2 separate regions of the Mus musculus genome follow, and region 2 is linked to region 1. A link is a contact called in public Hi-C data. All regions are on one chromosome and are shown on one strand. Each heading gives the region's core, a stretch centred on a gene start, on an enhancer-like site or on the middle of the called end of the contact. The rest is flanking DNA. Distances are from core to core; before and after follow the strand shown. Region 1 overlaps Rhoj (ras homolog family member J). Region 2 has its middle 9.8 kb from the start of Gphb5.

What was found. A called contact is a pair of places that touch in the nucleus more often than the background predicts.
Region 2: a contact with region 1 is called in a Hi-C map of uterus, with 3 times the contacts expected there. The contact joins two enhancer-like sites. A contact is called at or near these places in 2 of 484 Hi-C or Micro-C datasets (muscle stem cells and uterus) and 2 of 9 other capture datasets (adipose tissue and pancreatic islet).

What each region holds. Positions count from the first base shown.
Region 1 is chr12:75,319,529-75,323,068 of GRCm38.p6, reverse strand. All of the region lies in intron 1 of Rhoj (ras homolog family member J), which reads right to left. Among named protein-coding and RNA genes, the nearest start is that of Rhoj, 13 kb to the right of the region's middle. Within about 2 kb of position 2,283, at least 33 of the 459 cell types and tissues checked have an H3K27ac peak or open chromatin away from gene starts, as enhancers often do. A contact at or near this core is called in muscle stem cells and uterus, where this site is marked.
Region 2 is chr12:75,424,736-75,428,418 of GRCm38.p6, reverse strand. No RefSeq gene overlaps it. Among named protein-coding and RNA genes, the nearest start is that of Gphb5, 9.8 kb to the right of the region's middle. Within about 2 kb of position 2,323, at least 23 of the 459 cell types and tissues checked have an H3K27ac peak or open chromatin away from gene starts, as enhancers often do. A contact at or near this core is called in muscle stem cells and uterus, where this site is marked.

The sequences.
Region 1 (3,540 bases), core at 1,034-3,533:
AGAGCAACCAAGCCGCCTCTAATACCAGCCTAGGACATTGTTATCAAGTAGTCGCTTCAGTATGTCATGTATGGCTGCTTGAGTTGCTAGGGGGAACTCATAATCACATTAATTTTAAGATCCAAAGAAACCTTGTCTTGCTAAGCCTTAACCCGACCTTATAATGTAGATACTTTTGGGACTAATTGTATGGATTTTTGTTAGACTATTGGGAAAGAAACACTGCTCCCATACCGATGACTGCAGCTCTCAGCGTTTGTTAACCTGAGCGATCAATCTGAGTGACAAGGGATGGAAGCAGATGACAGGTGTGATCTGAAGGATTATTTGGGGGCTGTGGAGGGAAGGTTCAGCACTGCCCTTCCAGAGGACCTGGGCTTGATTGCCGGCACCACAGCTGTATGTAATTCCAGTTTCAGAGGCTCAGATGTCCGCTTTGGCCTCTGTGTGCACTAGGTACGCATGTGGTGTATAGACATACATTCAAACAAAACACCCATACACATATGATGATGATGGTGATGGTGGTGATGCTGCTGCTGGTGGTGATGATGATTTGGTCCAGGCTCTTGCATCCTGTTAGAGGTGTACATAACCATGCTGACAAGATTCTTATTCGTGCTACACGCATTGCAAAGCTATTCTGTGAGGCTGTGTCTCTGAAGCACATAGTGTCATGACTGACCTGAAGTAAAATTGTGAGATACTTCTCATCCAAAAGGGGGAAAGAATAGGTCAGATATGAAGGGGACTGGAGCAAACTGGTTTCTCAATCATCACTGACCTCCAGGGAGAGGATAGAACTCTGATGTAGCTTATCAAAAAGAAGAAGGAGCCTGATGTGGGCTCTCTGAAGGGACAGACAAGTAGAATAATGGTGCAGGGATCCTGAAGCAGAGCCCCAGCAGGGACACTCAGCAAGCGAGCACTCACTCTCGCTCTCTTTAGAACAGTAAAACACGTTCACTCTGGTAACTTCTTAAGCCTCTTATTTCCCAATTAGAACTGTTGCAAATATCACATGGAATTCATTTTGTTTGGGCGAAGAAGCATTTAGGATTCTTAACGTGAGCTAATCCAATATAAGCAGAGGGAGGGAGTCTTGAGGAGAGAGAGCAGCCTCCTTTCCCTGTCATAACTCTTGCTTTGACAAGAGCAGATTGCCCTGTGATTTGAGTAGATGCGGGGCTGCATCGCACACCTTGCAAGCACACCGGCTGAAAACTGTTACACTCTTACCAGTTGAGGAGCTGCGTGTTCTAAATGTCACTCACAGTTCTCAGGAGGCCTACCGTGCTGCACTTAAGGAGAGAACTTGCTTGTTATGTTTCTTCTTAATTAGCCTCGTGACTTGAAAGGAAAGTTATACGCCACATTCTTTAACAAATCGCTTTCCATCCATCCCTTTCAGATATAGTATCGGAAGGACAGAGATTAAAAACAAAGCCTGATTACAGCTAGGAAAGCCACCTTATGCCTAGTTAAAGCACTCAGAACTCACAGGTTTGATGTTGGACTGGAACAAACCATTTTCCATCCCCTCATGTCCTGCCCCTGGAAAACGACTTTTTTTTCTTTAGCCATTGTTTTTGCGGTCATGATAGTTAGGGTATATCTTCTCAGGGTGTAGAGTGAGAGGATAAAGTCACTATAGAAGATTATCTTGATTGTTCACACAGGGTGGTGCATTGAGTGCAGTGCCTAGGTTAAGACGTTTCTCACTAAGATTCTTGCTCATTCCCAGGCTCTGGGAACAGAAGAACAGAGCGGAAAGAACCCAGCCTCCTGCAGGTCTGTCTTCTACAAGGAGAGACTGGTGATAGAATAAGGGAATAAATAATATAAAAAAGCCCAGGAGTAAACATGCAGGGGAATACAGCCTCATCGGGGTGCTGCGCCTTGTGGAGGAGGTAACAGTCGGAGAGATCCGAATCCTAATTCTGCCATTTCCTAGCCACATGATGTGGGACGAATGATTTCCCTTTGAGCCTCCAGTTTTCTTGTCCACAAACTAAAGACACCTACTGCCTAAGATATAACAGCCAAGACAGCCAAGGCAACACAGGGCTTGACCCCAGGAAAGACTCTGCTATTCAGTATTGCCAAATTATTACTTCATTACTGAACTATGGCCACAAGTGTCTGTTTCATCCATGGAGTCTTCTGCTTGGGCCAGGATGGTGTTCTCTAGCCGTAAGATCATCCTTTGAGGACTGAACCACGGACTTGTATTACGACGGTTAGAAGTTAGGTTGATTGCCTCAGCGAGATTGCCTGTCAACTGGGCTGTCCTGATAAGGACCAGGAGTTCCAGTAAGAGAACTCCCCGCCCCTCCCACAATTTACACACTTTCTCTTTCAGGCCGATTTTTCTTTGAAGGACTTTTGGACTCAGAGGAGGAGGTTTTCCACCCCATTGTCCCCCAAATGTTAGGTCAAAGCATGAAGCAAAACAGCAGGGTTTGCAGCTGGGAAACAGGTGTTTACTGTTCCTTTCACAATCACAGGGCCGCACGGATCGGGAACAACAAGAATCCCTTCCAAGCTGGAGCTGCATCCAAACCATCCCAGGATCCCGGCACTCCCCATGGGAGGAGATGTTCCCTAGCTCCCCTCGGTGACCCCCCCAAGGCCTCAGAGTCCTCCAGCTTATTTGGTCTATTGGGAGCAGCCTCAGGGAAAAGAATCCATAGTTGGGCACTTTGTTGGTTGTGCCCAAGTGCCAGGTTTCCCAGCAGCTGGTACATGGTTATGCCCAAGTTGGTTGAGTTCTGACTCCTACCAGTCTCTGCTCCCAGCCTCAGAGCCTTCTCTTCCTCCATGCGAAAGGCCTCTCCCAGCACTTCTGTGACCTTTATTTTTCAAGGTCTCTGTCTGTCTCAACCTTGGATACAGTTCTCCTTTTTTGAGGTCACAGTTTAGGAGTTTTCTAGCTGTTCCTGAGAAACTCTAAAGGTCCCTTATACTTCACACAATCTGATATAAACTCCCAAATCAGGACATTATGTGTGTATCTACTCATAAATTGCTTTATTGATTGATGGTTGATTATAAAGTTGTTCCTCCTGACTTGATTTCTAGGCATCTTCATTAGGGCAAAGAAAGGTTTACTGAACTAGATAAATTGTGTATGAGGAATTAGGGTCATGGCTGCTGGTTTAGGACATGCCTGCTATACAGCATGAGGACTTGATTTCAGATGCCCAGAGCCCACAGGCATGGTGGCACATGTCTGCAACCTTAGCCTTGGGTGGGCTAGATACAGGCAGAGATCCCTGGAGCCAGTCTAGCTCAACTGATGAACTTCAGTTTCTATGAGAAACTGTCTCAAAAAGTAATGTAGAGAATAACTGCAGAAGATATTTGATACCAAACTTTGGCTTTCTCTCTCTCTCTCTCTCTCTCTCTCTCTCTCTCTCTCTCACACACACACACACACATTCATTGACCATAGAGTTCAACTCCATGAGCGTGTAATGTTCCAATGATTTTGAAGCACAACTTTCACAGATATTGTCTATGCCTGGAAAGCTTGAGGAA
Region 2 (3,683 bases), core at 1,074-3,573, 110 kb before region 1:
TTTCTGCCAATATTTGTCAAAATATCCATGACACAGTTTTAAGTTTGGGAGAAAATGGTGATAAAATTCTACATTAGCATTAGACTGTCAGGGCTTACTTCCCATAGATGATGGAGATAAAGACATGAGTGGAAGAATCTAGCATATCCACTTGGAGCTAATGATTCTGTAGGAGGTTGAGCAAGTGGGGTGTTGGTGATGTGGGGTGTGAAAGGGATCCTGAAGGGGACCCATGTCACACATGTGTGAAGGTCTAGGGAAGGCTGAAGGACGAGAGCATCAACCAAGCCACTGCCCAGAGGTGGAGCAGCAGCAGCTAAGGCAAGGGAAGGGTCAGTGTCGCAGCCAGAGGAGGAAGAGGTGAGCTTTGGGAGGGGCAGGAGAGGACCCCTGTTAGATGGGTTGTGGTTTATGCTGAGTTATGAGGAAAAGTGAAAAGTTTCAACGAGAGCACACAAGTCAGGATGAGACTGAGAAAAAGTCTTTCTAGCCACAGTGAACCAAGAAGGAGGGATCAGGTACCAGTAGAAAGGTCATCAAGGATGCTGAAGAAGGCAGTCTAAGTTGTGTGTGTTTCTGTGTACGCATGTGCACATGCACACGTACGTGTGTAGGACTATGCCACAGGTAGCTGTCTTCAATGAATCTTCAGTGATGTTATTTACAGAGGTGGGAAGTGCAAGATTAAACAGGTGGGATAGGTCTGGAAAGAAAGATAATGAGCTTTGGGGGCAGGGGGTGATGTCTTCAGGAGACAATGGTGCCGGACACCCGAGTAAGGAGAAGCAGGCAGGGAGGTAATGTCTGGAACGGACAGGTTCATGCTCACTCCTCAGGCTGGCTCTGTGCTGCTCACTCTGACCCTCTGCTGTCCTCCACTCCGCCTTGTAAGCTTAAATCAAAGGCCTTTGCTCTGCCCTGTTCTTGAGTCTACATCTCCAGTCTCTGGGCAGTATTACAGGGCTTGGGTGGGTAGCGTTGGGTAGCACTGATCCCAAGGGACACTGACTCTAGAACCAGGAAGCCATAGGCACAGACAGGGAAGGTCTTAGCCGTACACATCCTGCTGGTGACTGCTCCCAGCTCTCATGGTTTCGTGACCTTTTATTGTATTTTCCTACACGTCAGCCTCTGCCTGTCCTGCCTGGGGTGCTGAGTTTTTTCCACTTGAATGCTTTGTGATGAGATTCTCCCGATGTTTTTGATTTTTATTAGTTTCTCTTCTCTGGAGTTGATTATTCTTCTGGCTTCATCGTTCACTGAACGTCAAAGCTATCTCGACTTGGGAGGCATTTCTCTCTTTGATTCAGTTTGACGCAATTTCTTCAGCACTGATTCAGTCAGCCACAAGGGCACATTCCAGAACCCAAGCCTCTCAGATAAGCCATTAGGCTCAGTAGATGAGAAATCTTGGTTCTGGATAAATAAGCATTTTGATAAACTCTTAAAAAAAATTCTTTCCCATGGGCTCCTTGCTACCTTAAACTTAGAGACATTTGTGTGCTATTGACCTAGGCTCAGCTGCTGAGAACTTGGCTTTTTGTCTTTTACAGTTTTTTTTTTTTTATTAAATAAAGTTCTTTGACAGTTTTATGGGTGTAGTGAATTTTAGTTGTTTTCACCCCCACTAACTCCTCACCCGCTCCTCTGCTGACACTGTTTTTCTCAAAAAGTCTCCTTCCTAGTTTCAAGTCATCATGGCTAATTCCGTTAACATCTTTGAACTTCAGTAAGTAAGACACAGCAAGAGGATTTAGACAGAACTAAACTCTCTGGACACCACCCAACCATGATTGCCCCCCATGTTGCTCTGAGCCCTTGAGCTATGGTGAGTTTGAATGTGGTGTTCTATGAATTATAGGGTCTCAGACCTTAGCATGAAAACAAAACAAAACAAACAAACAAACAAAACCCCACAACCTACCAGAACACCAGCATTCATCAACGATTACATATTAACACACTAGCATAAATTCTATTCTATTTCTGGTACTTTGGCAACTAGGTCAGTTACTGGAATTACTCTCTTCTTCTCATTTCACCTCTATAGTGTGGTTACCAGGAACCCCAACATGTCCATGCACTTCTTTGTCAATGTCTCAGCTTCATGGGGTGCAGCCTGAATGGTATCTATCAGCTGAAGCTGGCGGTGGAGTCACCTATTCCTGATGGTCCAGTCCGTCCCCTCACTGTGCTCCATAGGGTCTCCTGCAGCACCCAGCCCCATCCTGCCTGCTGCCCCGACCTCTAGGATTCTACCCTAGCACTGTTCCAAGCTGTGAGGAACCAGAGCCTCATCATGCTCTCTGCTGTGTCTTTAGTGACTCATTCAACAGATGGTTTCAGTAATTAATTAGTCACCCAGACAGTGCTGCAATCCCTGGGGATATAGCAATGAACAGGAAAAAGACCCTGATTACACATAGTCTTTGCCTGGGGTGAAGCGACCCTTTTCCTCTGTCACCTCCCGCGGCATTTTATGTTTGTCTTTTTAAAAAACGTTGTGCTTTTATTTATATGTATTGTATGAGGCTATGTGTGTGTATGCACACATAGAACACATGCGGGGGTGTCCACAGAGGCTAGAGAGGGTTGGCTTATATAGTAGTATCCAGATGACTAGATTCTTAATATAAAACTATTCCAACAAATTAATATGAAAAAGGTCCAGAGTGCAGCTGAAAGCGAGAAAAGGAAAAGAGGAGGGAAATATCACTGGATCTCAAATCTGGAAAGATCTAAATTCATTCATAAAAACACCTCTAATAAACAAATGAGAGGAATCTGGAGTGACAGGTCCTCTTCCACAGGTACACACGGCGGGTCAGTGTGTGGACGGTGCAAAACTAAGATGCTATCCCGCAGTCTGTCCAGTCGGATTTTAATTCCATGTGGCAATTCCAGTTCTTAGAATGGTTTTTTTTTTTTCCTTTTTGGTACGGAATCTATAAGGGTAAATTATGAGTCATGCTCAATGCGTTTTCTTGAAAACTTTATTTAAACAAAGACTTGTCTCTACAACTGCTTAATAACTGTAATCCAGCCATTCCCTGTGCATTTCTTACATTTCCCAGACTAACTAACCTGGGAAGGGGACTTGAGAGTCTTGTAAGCTTTGTGTGTTTCCTGAGTCTATAAAGTTTCTCATGAGTTTCATGAATCTGGCAACCTCCTTGGTCCCTCCAGAAGGGAGTGTTTCAATCCCAAGGAACGACTGCACATCATCAGGTTCCCAGCTTTATTCACAACTACACTGTATGTGGTTACTGTAACTATAACACTTAGGGGGCGCTCAACAAAACATGGAAGGAAGAGAAGGAAAGAGAAAGGGAGAAAGTTCCTGACACATAGTAGGTGCTTGATTCATACCTGTGAATTGAGGAAGTGGGAAGAACCTGTCATACAATAGGTGCTTGATTCATACATGTGAGTTGAGGAAGGGAGAAAGTGACTGGCACATAGTAGGCTCTTGCTTCGCACCTGTGAAGTGGTATAATGAGTGCTGTGCAGAGAAGTCAGGCTCTCCTCTTCCCTTCTTCACACATAGTCACATCCTTGAAGACTATGGGGCCAAGAGCAGGAGTCCTTTCTGCATACAGTCGATATCTACCAAGTAGAGTTCTATTGCATCCAAGCGTAGCTAACAACAATCTTGCCATTGTCTGTGAGACTCCTTGTGGAAT